Linked DNA regions of Gossypium hirsutum: all the other regions are linked to region 2. A link is a contact called in public Hi-C data. All regions are on one chromosome and are shown on one strand. Each heading gives the region's core, a stretch centred on a gene start, on an enhancer-like site or on the middle of the called end of the contact. The rest is flanking DNA. Distances are from core to core; before and after follow the strand shown. Region 1 holds the start of LOC107896986 (adenosylhomocysteinase). Region 2 holds the start of LOC107915116 (methylenetetrahydrofolate reductase 2). Region 3 holds the start of LOC107896984 (receptor-like protein 7).

Region 1 (3,861 bases), core at 249-2,748, 280 kb before region 2:
AGCATGTCAATTTCATTGTCGAAGTGACCGATGTTGCAAACAATGGCATTGTTCTTCATCTTCCTCATGTGGTTAACCATGATGATGTCCTTGTTACCAGTCGTGGTGACAAAGATATCAGCCTCGGAGACAACATCCTCAAGGGTCAAAACTTGAAGTCCTTCCATGAGAGCCTGAAGGGCACAGATGGGATCAATCTCGGTGACAATGACGCGAGCACCGGCTTGCTTCAAGGCAGCAGCACAACCCTTGCCGACATCACCATAACCACAGACAACAGCGACCTTACCAGCAATCATGACATCGGTAGCTCTCATCAACCCATCGGGAAGAGAGTGACGGCATCCATACAAGTTATCGAACTGTTCAAAAAGATCAAATCATAACAACAATTAGACCAAAATACAGTAAAAACCACAATTGAATTAATGAACAAAAAGACAATCAGCATTGCAATTAAAATCTAAACTCCACTAACAGTAAAAACAGAGCAAGCAAATATCAGATCTGAAGAAATTTTAAAAAATATGTATATTGTTATGTTATTTCTAAATCATTTTTTATCAGATCTGCTTGGAAAAAGACAATATCCTTCATATAAGAAGTTCAAAAGGTAAAGCAGCAAAAAAGTAGGGAAAAATGTACCTTGCTCTTGGTGACAGAGTCATTGACATTAATAGCAGGGAACAACAAGGTTCCATTGGCCTGCATCTGATAAAGCCTCTTAACACCGGTTGTAGTTTCCTCAGAAACACCAACTAATCTCTCCTTCATCCTTGTATACTTCTTGGGATCTGCCTTCAACCCATCTCTAATTATCGTCAAAACAATCTGAAACTCGGCATTGTCGGTGGAAGACGGATCTGGGAGCTGCCCGGTTTTCTCATAAACCTCCTCGGCTTTAACTCCTTCATGGATCAACAGAGTAGCATCGCCACCATCATCCACGATCAGATCAGGTCCACCGGTGGGACCCCAGTCAAGGGCTCTCTCGGTACACCACCAGTATTCCTGGAGGGTCTCACCTTTCCAGGCGAACACGGCTGCCGAGTCACGGGCAATGGCGGCGGCGGCATGGTCTTGGGTAGAGAAGATATTGCAAGAGCACCAACGGACTTCAGCTCCGAGGGCGGTGAGGGTTTCGATGAGGACAGCGGTCTGGATGGTCATGTGAAGAGAACCGGTGATTTTGGCTCCCTTGAAAGGTTGGGCAGGGCCGAACTCGGCTCGGCAAGCCATGAGACCGGGCATTTCGACCTCGGCCAACTCGATCTCGAGACGACCGAAGTCAGCCTGAGACATGTCCTTGACCTTGCACTCGCGGCCGGCGGCGGTTTTCTCGACGGAAAGAGCCATGGGTTAGTGAAATGAAGTGAAGAAGAACAGATCACACTCTCCCTTGGAAAAGGAACAAAAAGATAGCGTTGAGAGAGTGGGAAGTGGCGAGGGATATACGGCGATGTAAGGATGTTATAAATAGGTTAGAGTGGTGAAATCCGACGGTGCAGATTGGGTGGGGGCGGAGTTGGTAGATCTCCATCTTCAAACTCTCCCATAATCCGATTATTACAATTTAATCTAAATTACAATAAAATTAAGATTTTTATTTAAATTTAATTATATAATTTATTTTAGTATTTAAGAATCAAATATTAAATTAAAAAACTATTTTTTTATTTATTTTTCATTGAATAAGTTATATTATTAATATAATTGCAGGTAAATTTAAATCAATCATTTTATTTTATATTTCCTAAAAGCAAAATAATCTTAAAACAAATAAGGTTGTTTTGAAAATTTTCATTTTAATGAATTATAATTTGTAAGCATTTAGAAGAAATAAAGAAGCAGCATTAAAAATCAACTTTTTGGATAAATCCTTAATTTAATAGCTAATTTGGTTTACAACTTTAAAAAATCTTAATAATTAGGTGAAATGGAATCATACAAATCTTAACTAATCAATTCTTCTTTATATTAATCTTCCCACTTGAATTGTTGAATGATGATCAAACATATTCAAACACTGTTATTTATCTTCTATATTTAATATTGTATCCATAAAATTACTTTTTAATACAATCATATAAAATATTAGAAAGCGTGAGAATGCAACTCACAATGTTTGTTTAGTTCTAATCAAGATTCTATTATTTTTTCTTTGGGTTATTAAACAATAATATTAAGTGAAAATATTAGAATGATTCTCATAAAATTATAAAATTTTAATTTGACAAAATAATCATCAAACTTGTATCAATTCATCTAAAAATTAAATCGCATTTTATATATATCCTTTTTACAAAATTTTATTTGTAACTTAATATGTTTGCACAGCTAACTTAATTTTATGTTACAAATTATCTTTAATATTATAATTAAAGCTTATGATCTTAATTTTATGTTATAAAATATTAATTTTATTTTTATCCTTTTCTAAAACTAAAAGTTTTTTTTAAATATTATTTATATGAATATTTTTAAAGTAGGTAAAATTCTTTGAATATATTTATCATTTTTATATCTATTTTATAGTTCTTGTTTGGAGTTCGTAGTTGTCTCCTTTAACAAAGTAGTCTCCGAAATTCTAACATGTATTCTCCTCGTAAGATTGTAATGTGTTTTGCGACGCCTTGGAGTTTGCACCTTCTTAGGAGTTAGTCTGTCGTCTGGCATGTGGTGGTCTGCCTTTTTTTGGCATGATTTTAGTCTGCTGTCATAGCAAGGTTTCTTTGTTTTGGTGGGATTTAATGGAAGAGGAACTAAGTAATTTAAGTATGTTAGACAAAGAAGAGGATACTTTCCAGGTTCAGAAAGATGGATCGGCGTTGGTGGAGGATTACAATCTGTGTTTGGTCGGCAGTTATTTGATTGCAACTGTAGTGCATTTTCCCTCAATGAGAAATACTATGGCTGATGTATGGCATCCTATAAGGGGCATCTCTATCACGGATATTGGAAACAAAAGATGTTTATTTCAATTTTTCTATAAGGTGGACATGGATAGGGCTTTGGATAGATCACCATGGTTCTTTAATAACTATCTTCTGCTCCTTCACGAGATCTAGGGGGATGAGAACCCACTAATGGTTCTACTAATTTTTACAAAATTTGGATTCAAATTCATGATTTACCTCCAGACCTTATGTCAGAATCTATGGCGAGGCAGTTTGGGTCTTTCCTTGGGTTTTCTAGAGTATGATGCAAAGCTAGCTATTTCAAGTATGAAAAGGTTTATGCATATTCGTGTCAGATTGGATGTTCGATTACCACTAAAGAGAAGGAAGAAGATTGCTTTGGGGGGAAATTGAGTTAGGTATGCACGTTTTCAGTATGAGAAGCTTAGTTTGTTCTACTTTATTTGCGGGAAGCTTAGGCATGATGAGAGTTTCTATACGTTAAGGGTGACAATGGATTCGTTAAGAATCACTTTTGGTTGAGATATCTTGTTAAGAGCCCAACCAAAAAGAGGATCGAACGTGGTGAGCCAATGGTTGATGGAGATAGATATAAATATGTAGACCAAAGTTTCGAAAAGGGGAAGGAATGGGTCATTAATGGTCAGGACAAGATCTATACAAGCAGTTATTCTTTTCAAAAGGTGAAGGGTTTGGTCCATCCAATTTGCAAACCTTCATAATTAATAACAATACCCAAAGGAATAGTGATACAAGGGCTATGGAGTTGGAATCTGAAGCTAAAGATAATCTGGTTATGGTTATTGATGGTAAGAAAAGGCAACGTACAATAGGAGGGACATCCAATGTTTCTGTTAATGTTGATTTGGGGTTTTTGAAGGAAGGTCAAGGGAGACTGGCTGGCTTTGTGATGTAGGGCAGCCGGGAGCAATGAAAATACTAA
Region 2 (3,726 bases), core at 993-3,492:
AGTTAAAGAAGTAAATGCTATTCCATAATCACCTCTACATGCCAAAATAATGATATAATATGGGATAACAAAAACCAACCATTAGGATAGCTAATGCAGATTTCTCCATGTTTAATGTATAAAGGTGCAATGTCTTAACCCCATGAGCTAAAATCTTGCGGCACATTTCTGTTCCAAGGTGAACTCCATAGGCTTTGACAGCTTCTTCGTTGTCCTTGATAGCCTCTAAGGCAGCAGTAATCTCAGCTGGTATCTACAATGAGCCATGCAGGTGTTACATTTTTAAAATGTTAACAGAAATTGCCACCAAAAATAGCTTTTGTGGCCACTCTTTATAAGCGGATGTAATAATTAGTTGCCAAGAAAAAACAAGCAAAGAGTGCATTGCAATGACGTGGGATGCCCTTCCAAATTAGAGGCCTTCAGAACCTTGTATCTTTTAGCCTTTTGAGAAGAATGATGCTGCTTTCATTTCCTTCATGCAAAAACATCCCACTAGTACATGCACCATTTGAATAAATTTTACCAAATTGATACTATTTAATGCTCAAAAATATCATGTTATACCGCATACCTTAGTTTTGCAAAAGCCAGTCATTCGCAAGAAACCCTTGTAGTTATTAATGGGCATAATACCCGGCACGATAGGACAATTAATTCCAATTTGGCGACAGTCATTGACAAATTTGAGAAAGATATCGGTATCATAAAACAGTTGAGTAACAATCAGATCAGCTCCTGCATCAACCTATGTAGTAAAGAAGATTTTAGCATGAAAATTAACCAATATAAATTAGAATTAAGACAATATTTTCAAATCAAGCAATGAGTTAAAGAGTAAAACCTTTCTCTTTAAGTAGGCAAGTTCATTCTGATAAGCTTCAGGTGTGGCTACACCGTCATTTCCTATGGCATCGGGATGTGCCTCTGAGCAAAGAAAGCAAACTATTAATCAAAAGCCACATGAACAAGCCTCTTATATATGTATATATGTCTATGAAAAGCACCTGGATAACCGGCAACTGTGATGCCAAAGTAGTCACCATATTTAGATCTGATATGTTTCACCTAGAATAGGAATTAAAAGTTAGTAACATATGTACATTAAGAAATAAAAACAGGGCAGAATGAGCAATGGCTTTACCAGATCAAGGGCACAGGAGAAGCCGCCTTCGACCTGGACAAACTTATCCTGGCCGTGAGGGGGATCACCTCGGAGGGCGAGAACATTCTGAATACCGTTGGACTTGATGGTCTGAAGAGCATGGTCAATCTTCTCTACGGGCATATTGGTGCAAGTGAGGTGCATCATCGTCTCCACACAGATGATATTCTGCATCTTGTTAGCAATGTCGAGGGTGAGATCAGCAGTGGAACCACCTGCACCCCATGTAATGTCACAGAAGGACGGGTTATGAGCAACCATACGATCCATTCTCTCGAATAGGTTGTCTACTCCATCCTCAGTCTTTGGAGGGAAGAACTCAAAGGAAAACACCACTTTCCCTTCTTGCAAAGATTGGATCTTCTCTATCACCTTCATCTTTAATTGGATCTTGAACTCTCGGTGTCACCAACACCAACTTCTGCAAGAATTCAATATGAAACTGAGGTGTTTGGAGAGATAAAACAAGAAAAGAACAACAGGAAGTCGCAACAAAACAAACCCAAGACCGAATCTGAATCTAAAAGAATAACCGATGGTTCAGAGCAAAAACGATCAATTTGAACATCATAGAAGAAGATAAAAATGGGCAATCTTGAAATCAATCCTTTCTAAGTAAATCGTATAGGATAAAGCATGAATGATAAACTAAAAGTCATAGATCAGATGAGCTAAAATTTAAGCGGCTACTGTTAAGAAATACATTGTGAAGAATCAACAAGGCACTAAACAAAGACTGAAAGTCCAAATCTAACATTTGTAGTAGTACATTGTCCCAAATTCATGGAAACACAAAAATATCCCAGAAAAATAGGAAAAAGAGACTCACAAATGGGTTTGTGGTTGGTTAAGAGAGAGATGGGAGGTGGAGGCATTGCAATGGGAGTATTTGTATTTGAGAGAGGAAGGGAACGGATGGGGGTTGGTGTCTTTTGAAATGACGTTGTTGCCCACTCAACAACCCAATGGCCTTATCCCACTCTCAATTCAGTATTTACCCATTAAAGGTCAATACCATACGGTTTAATTCTTATGCCCCTGCCCTTTTGCACTTTTTTTTAATTTAGCAAAACCAATCTCTTTAATTTGAAAATATATAATCAATTCAGATTTAACTAAAGTGTTATCAAGTCAACTTTGATTTCTAAATGGGAGATTAAATTTTTTAAATTTAAAAAAGTAGAGGGAGTGAGAGGAAATTAGACCATAAGATACAAATACGGTTGTCGTATATATTGCTTACCAACCACAAACAGCGATGCCGACATGTTGGTGGCGTCAGCTTGAAATGAATCACAAAATTGGCGGTTGTATTTTCCTTTTCTTACCAAAACTCACTATTATTTTATTGTTTTAGTTTCATCCCTCTTTTTAGTTCGTACACTGAATCAGCTTTTGACCTTTTTCCTTACTCTTTTTATGGCCGATTTTAATAAAAATAAATACCATTTTTAAGAAAATAGATTGATTTTGTGGAGAGAACTGAAACGTATTTTGTAGAATGCATTTTTAACTTTTTAACACATCACTTCTTTTGGTGATTTTGTTTTTAATATTTTCTTCCTCAAGCTTTTTTTTGGTTAAATAATTAATTAATAGTGATTTTAGATTTGATTCACATTTGTATTTTTTATTTTATATCGTTTTAAATTTTTTATTTAATATTTTTAATTAATATTATTTTCAAATTTTTATTTTAATTTATTTTTTAAATTAATATTTTTTTATTTATAAAATTAAATAATTATTACCAATTGTATAATAAAAGTATTTTTTTTATAAATTTGATATTTTATCAAAATGTTAAATATATTTTATTTTGTAAAAAACATCAACTAATTTTTTTGATATATTTTTTATACATATAATATTTATATATCAAAAATATTTGTTTCTTCCTCCTATAATGTGGGAAGGTTAATTTCTAATATTATAAAATAATTTTTTCAAACATCACTATGTTTATTTATGAAATATTTCAAATACAAATACAAAAATATATAATACTAAAATTTACTACACTCATGATATAGATTGAAAAAAAATATTACACATGAAAATTATATTTACTAAAAATATTTTGGCAATATTTAATTGATTTTATAAATAAAAAGTTATTAATTAAAAAAAACCTTGATAACTCAAGGAAAAAATCACAATTAATTAATCAACCTCTAACTAGAGAAAACTAGTTGCATAAGTTTTTAGCATATAATTCGAATATAAATAACTGTATCATCAAATCTACTAGCTCTAGGAACATGATTATGGAAAGATTTTGATGCGAGAACCTAGTAACCAGCATCCCTACCGAAACTATCACTACCACGGAAACCACCATTACCACCATAAGCTCGAGGGCCGCCACTAGGTCTTTCATTGGCATAACTTACTCGAATATTTGGCCATTGAGTTCCTGTAATTTCAGTACCACAAAATAATCAAATACCAGATTCACCAGAAACATGTTCCATATACCAATGTCTTTTTTCCCTCACCTGACCATCCATGGCTGACAAGGCATTGCTGGCAGATTCATCATCAGCAAAGTTTACAAAACC
Region 3 (4,049 bases), core at 1,083-3,582, 380 kb before region 2:
CCATAAAACCTATTTGCTCGCAGTATAAGAACCGTCAAGACAGGCAATTTTCCCAACCACAAAGGGAATGTGTCGTGCAGAGTATTGTTTTCGAGGTTTAAAACATAGAGCATTGTGCAATTGGCTAATGACCTCGGCAACTTCCCTTCCAATTTATTGTCATTGAGTTCAAGAGTGGACAGTTGGGTTGCTCCTCCAAAATCTGGTATGCTACCACTGAAACTATTTTGCTGTAGATCTAAATACTCAAGACTACTGATATTGCCTAAGCAACTTGGGATTGAGCCACTCAATTCGTTGAAGGATGCATCAAACCTCCATAGATGACTCAAATTACAAATAGGTATTTGTAAAGAGTCTTGATTGGATGAAAATTGGTCCAAAGATGTTAGAGAATTGTTGGAAAGATCCAAATATTGCAAACTTTTCTTCCACACCCAATTTGGTACGGCCCCGCTTATTTGGTTGTTTGAAAGGTCAAGTTCTTCTAAGCTCTCTTGACTCTTTAGAAATGCTGGAAACGTACTTATATTACAGGATCTGAAACGCAACGAAATCAGCATTGGAAAGGAGGAATTTGCATCATCAAAAGGAAACTGATTCGGAATGTCAATCGCATTGGAAGAAAGGTCTACCGATATAAGTGTGCTCTTCCACAACCAATTTGGTACTGCCCCGCTTATTTGGTTATTTGAAAGGTCAAGTTCTTCTAAGCTCTCTTGACTCTTTAGAAATGCTGGAAACGTACTTATATTACAAGATGCCAACAACAAAAATCTCAGCATTGGAAAGGAGGAATTTGCATCATCAAAAGGAAACTGATTTGGAATGTCAATCGCATTGGAAGAAAGGCCTACCGATATAAGTGTGCTCTTCCACAACCAATTTGGAACAAGACCGTGGATTCGGTTGTTAGAAAGATCTAGGTCAGTCAACTTGTTTTGGCTTTTGATGAATTCAGGAAATTCAGTAAGGTTGCATGACCTTAGGTATAGAGACTCTAATTGGGGTAAAGTACGGATTTTGTTGTTGCTTCCAATTAACAAGCTGATGTTGGATAGGTCGAGACGCGTTAAGTTGCTGAGTTGGAGAAACATGTCAAGCTTTAATTGGCAATCACTAAAGCTGTTGTATCCAAGAGAGAGGGTTTGCAATGTTGAAAGAGTAAATAAGGAAGAAGGTATTGATCCAGAAAGGTGGTTCCATGACAAATCAAGAGATGCAAGATTTGGAACTCCAGATCTATGAAATGGAGGGATTGAACCATTGAAATTGTTATCACTTAGATCCAATTCCACAAGGTTACTGAGATTTGCAATTGATGCTGGAATGGATCCAGAAAAATTAGTATATTGCAATGACAACACCTCTAAAGTGTTGTTAATTGGAAATTCTGGCAATTGGCCCATGAGACGAGAGTTGTCTGAAATATCAATTCTTTGCATTTTGGGCAATAAGAAAAATTCTGCTGGAAAATGCCCACTCAAATTGCAATCTACTAAACGAAGAGAAACCAATGGAGAGGAAATTTTCGAGAACTTGGGAGGCAAATAAGAGATTGGGTTAGAATCAAGGTTAAGTTTAGAAAGATAACGAAGGTTTAAGAGTGATGAACAAAATGGACCGGTCAAACCACAGCCTGACATGCTTAAAACACTCAGCTTGGGAAGTGACAACGATGTGGTTTCACACCATTCACTACTTTGACTTGAAATATTCACTCCATCCAAATACAACTCTCTGAGAGACCTCATGTTCTTTATGAATGTCTTGAAGTTTGGTTTCTCTAGTTTCAAAGTAGGGTCAAATGAAGCAAAACTTTGATCATTTCTCCAATAGCAATCATCTTGATAAGATAGGTTAAGAGAGACTAACCTTGTTAAGTATAAAATCCCTACCGGAATTTGGTCATGAAAACATGAGGCCGAGAGGTTGAGATGAGTTAAATTTGGGAGTTTTCCAAACCCATACTGAAACAAAGTGGTATTAAAATTGTTTCCAGCAAGATTAAGGCGTTGGAGATGATGGAGATTGAAAATGGAGTGAAAGCTGCCTGAAAGGTTTTGGTAACTGAGATCAATCCCAATGACATGACCAAGAGCATCACATGTAACTCCTTTCCAAGAGCAACAACGGGTATTGGGATCCCAGAGGTCAAGTTTGGAAGAGAAAGTGAAGTTTGGGGCATAGTAGAGATGATGCTGCAATTGTAGCAAAGTAGACCTCTGGTCATCAAGGCAGTGGTTTTGGAGATTAGAATGAGAAGATGGGTGAAGGGAAGTGGAGAAGGAGAAGAGGAAAAACAGTGACATTAGGATACCAAGATTCTCCATGTTTGGTCTTAGATTGTGTGGAGATTCGGAATTTGATATGCACCACATTTATAGAAAACAACTTCACATTACATACTATTAAGCTTCATCTAAGGATGTTGATTTCAAATTAAGTGAAGCATTTTTGTTTAACTTTAAGAATGATGCAAGTAAGTTTTCAATATTCTGCCCCACAGTTTAGTCGTCAAAAATAAGAATCTTATTAGTTGCATCATTAATTAATAAACAAAATTATAACACTAATATTTATGGTTATATTAAAATAAAAATTATTAGTTGCTAATGGCAAGGTATGGGATTTACATATTTGGTAGTAAAAATATAAAATAAAATTAAATTTGGATGGAGGCTTCTTAGCTTGGTGATTTATGCTTGATTTGACTCACACTAAGAAAAATATAGATTTTATATTGAGATTTGTTGTAAGATGTGGTTCTCAAACTCATCAATTAGTTTTTAGGGTGTGCATTCTTTAAAGTTGATATCAAAATTAGAATGTATAAAATGGGCAAAGACTTTTGAACCTCAACCACTAGTGCATAGTATGGTGGACTGATATGTGACTAATTATAAGGTTTGAATCACATAAAATTTTCTTATCAAAGTGTGGGGTTTATACAAACCTAAACTTTTCAACCCCAACAACTAACTTTTTTGTGTGATTATTAACAATTTTTTTTACTATTTTTATTTTTTACATTATATATTTAAAAATTATAATTTTTTAGTAAAAGAGAAAATAATAAAAAATTATAAAAAAAATTAATTTGGGAATAGTTCTGTTTAAGTCGGGATGAGTATTCAAGTAAAGTTCTCCAAATGTCTATTTTAGAATTCAAACATAATTTTCTTTTTCTAATTTCACCAAAAAGAATAAATCTAAATTTGAAAGTTCAAAGCTTTTGCGTTAAATTGAATTTACAAATATAACAAAAATGCTTCCATTCAACATCTATTAAATTTAAAGAGTATAGTGTATAATCATTTTTATTTAGTAGGTTTTAAAATCAATTTCTAAATTTATCGTTCATCCACCAATATATCGTATCATTAGCAGTTCTTTTGCAATGTTCAATGGTTTATTCACAACGTGGTATAAAATTAGAAGAGTTTTAGAAAACGTAGTGTGTAATAACATGATAATACCTTTTTTTCTGTTAAATTAAAATAGCATTACATTCATAAATATTCACAGGACTCAATTTAAAGAATATGATATTAGCAATAATGTAATCATTTTTAGGCTTTAAAACTCAATTTCTTTACAAATCATTAATGTAATTTGTTAACCTTGCACAAAAGCAAGTGTTATCCCAATGCCATATAAAAGTCATCAAAAGGGGACATACCTTTTTCTTTCATGATGTGATTGTATTTTCTAAGTCTTAGTCTATGCTGCATACTTTTGCTTATTGCAAACCTTTTGCCCCATTCTTACTTCATAGAAATAAAATCTAAAAATTTATTGACTAAATAATTAACGTATTTTCAATCATTTATTGCAGTGAATTAATACACTATTTAATTATAATATTTAGATGAACATATAAATAAAATTATTACAAATTTGCATGTAATTATTATTAAAAATATTTATAAAATAATGATCAATACATTAGAATTAAGGTAAATAATTATTTAAATAAACAATAAAATAGTTACATTAATAAAATTTTAAAATATATTATTATAAAAATCATTTTATTAATAAAATTA

Evidence for each region. A called contact is a pair of places that touch in the nucleus more often than the background predicts.
Region 1: a contact with region 2 is called in a Hi-C map of leaf, with 2.3 times the contacts expected there. The contact joins the promoter of LOC107896986 here to the promoter of LOC107915116 in region 2. A contact is called at or near these places in 3 of 34 Hi-C or Micro-C datasets (all in leaf).
Region 3: a Hi-C map of leaf shows a contact between it and region 2, with 1.9 times the contacts expected there. The contact joins the promoter of LOC107896984 here to the promoter of LOC107915116 in region 2. A contact is called at or near these places in 2 of 34 Hi-C or Micro-C datasets (both in leaf).

Annotation. Positions count from the first base shown.
Region 1 is chrA10:71,761,861-71,765,721 of Gossypium_hirsutum_v2.1, forward strand. LOC107896986 (adenosylhomocysteinase) reads right to left here and starts at 1,499. Exons shown (of 2, transcript XM_016822311.2): 1 at 646-1,499; 2 at 1-362. The coding sequence starts at 1,356.
Region 2 is chrA10:72,044,047-72,047,772 of Gossypium_hirsutum_v2.1, forward strand. It overlaps LOC107915116 (methylenetetrahydrofolate reductase 2), which reads right to left and starts at 2,243. Exons shown (of 12, transcript XM_016844257.2): 1 at 1,995-2,243; 2 at 1,145-1,586; 3 at 1,008-1,068; 4 at 845-927; 5 at 575-748; 6 at 80-253. The coding sequence starts at 1,543. It also overlaps the pseudogene LOC107915114.
Region 3 is chrA10:71,668,108-71,672,156 of Gossypium_hirsutum_v2.1, forward strand. It overlaps LOC107896984 (receptor-like protein 7), which reads right to left and starts at 2,333. Exons shown (of 2, transcript XM_016822309.2): 1 at 1-2,333. The coding sequence starts at 2,333.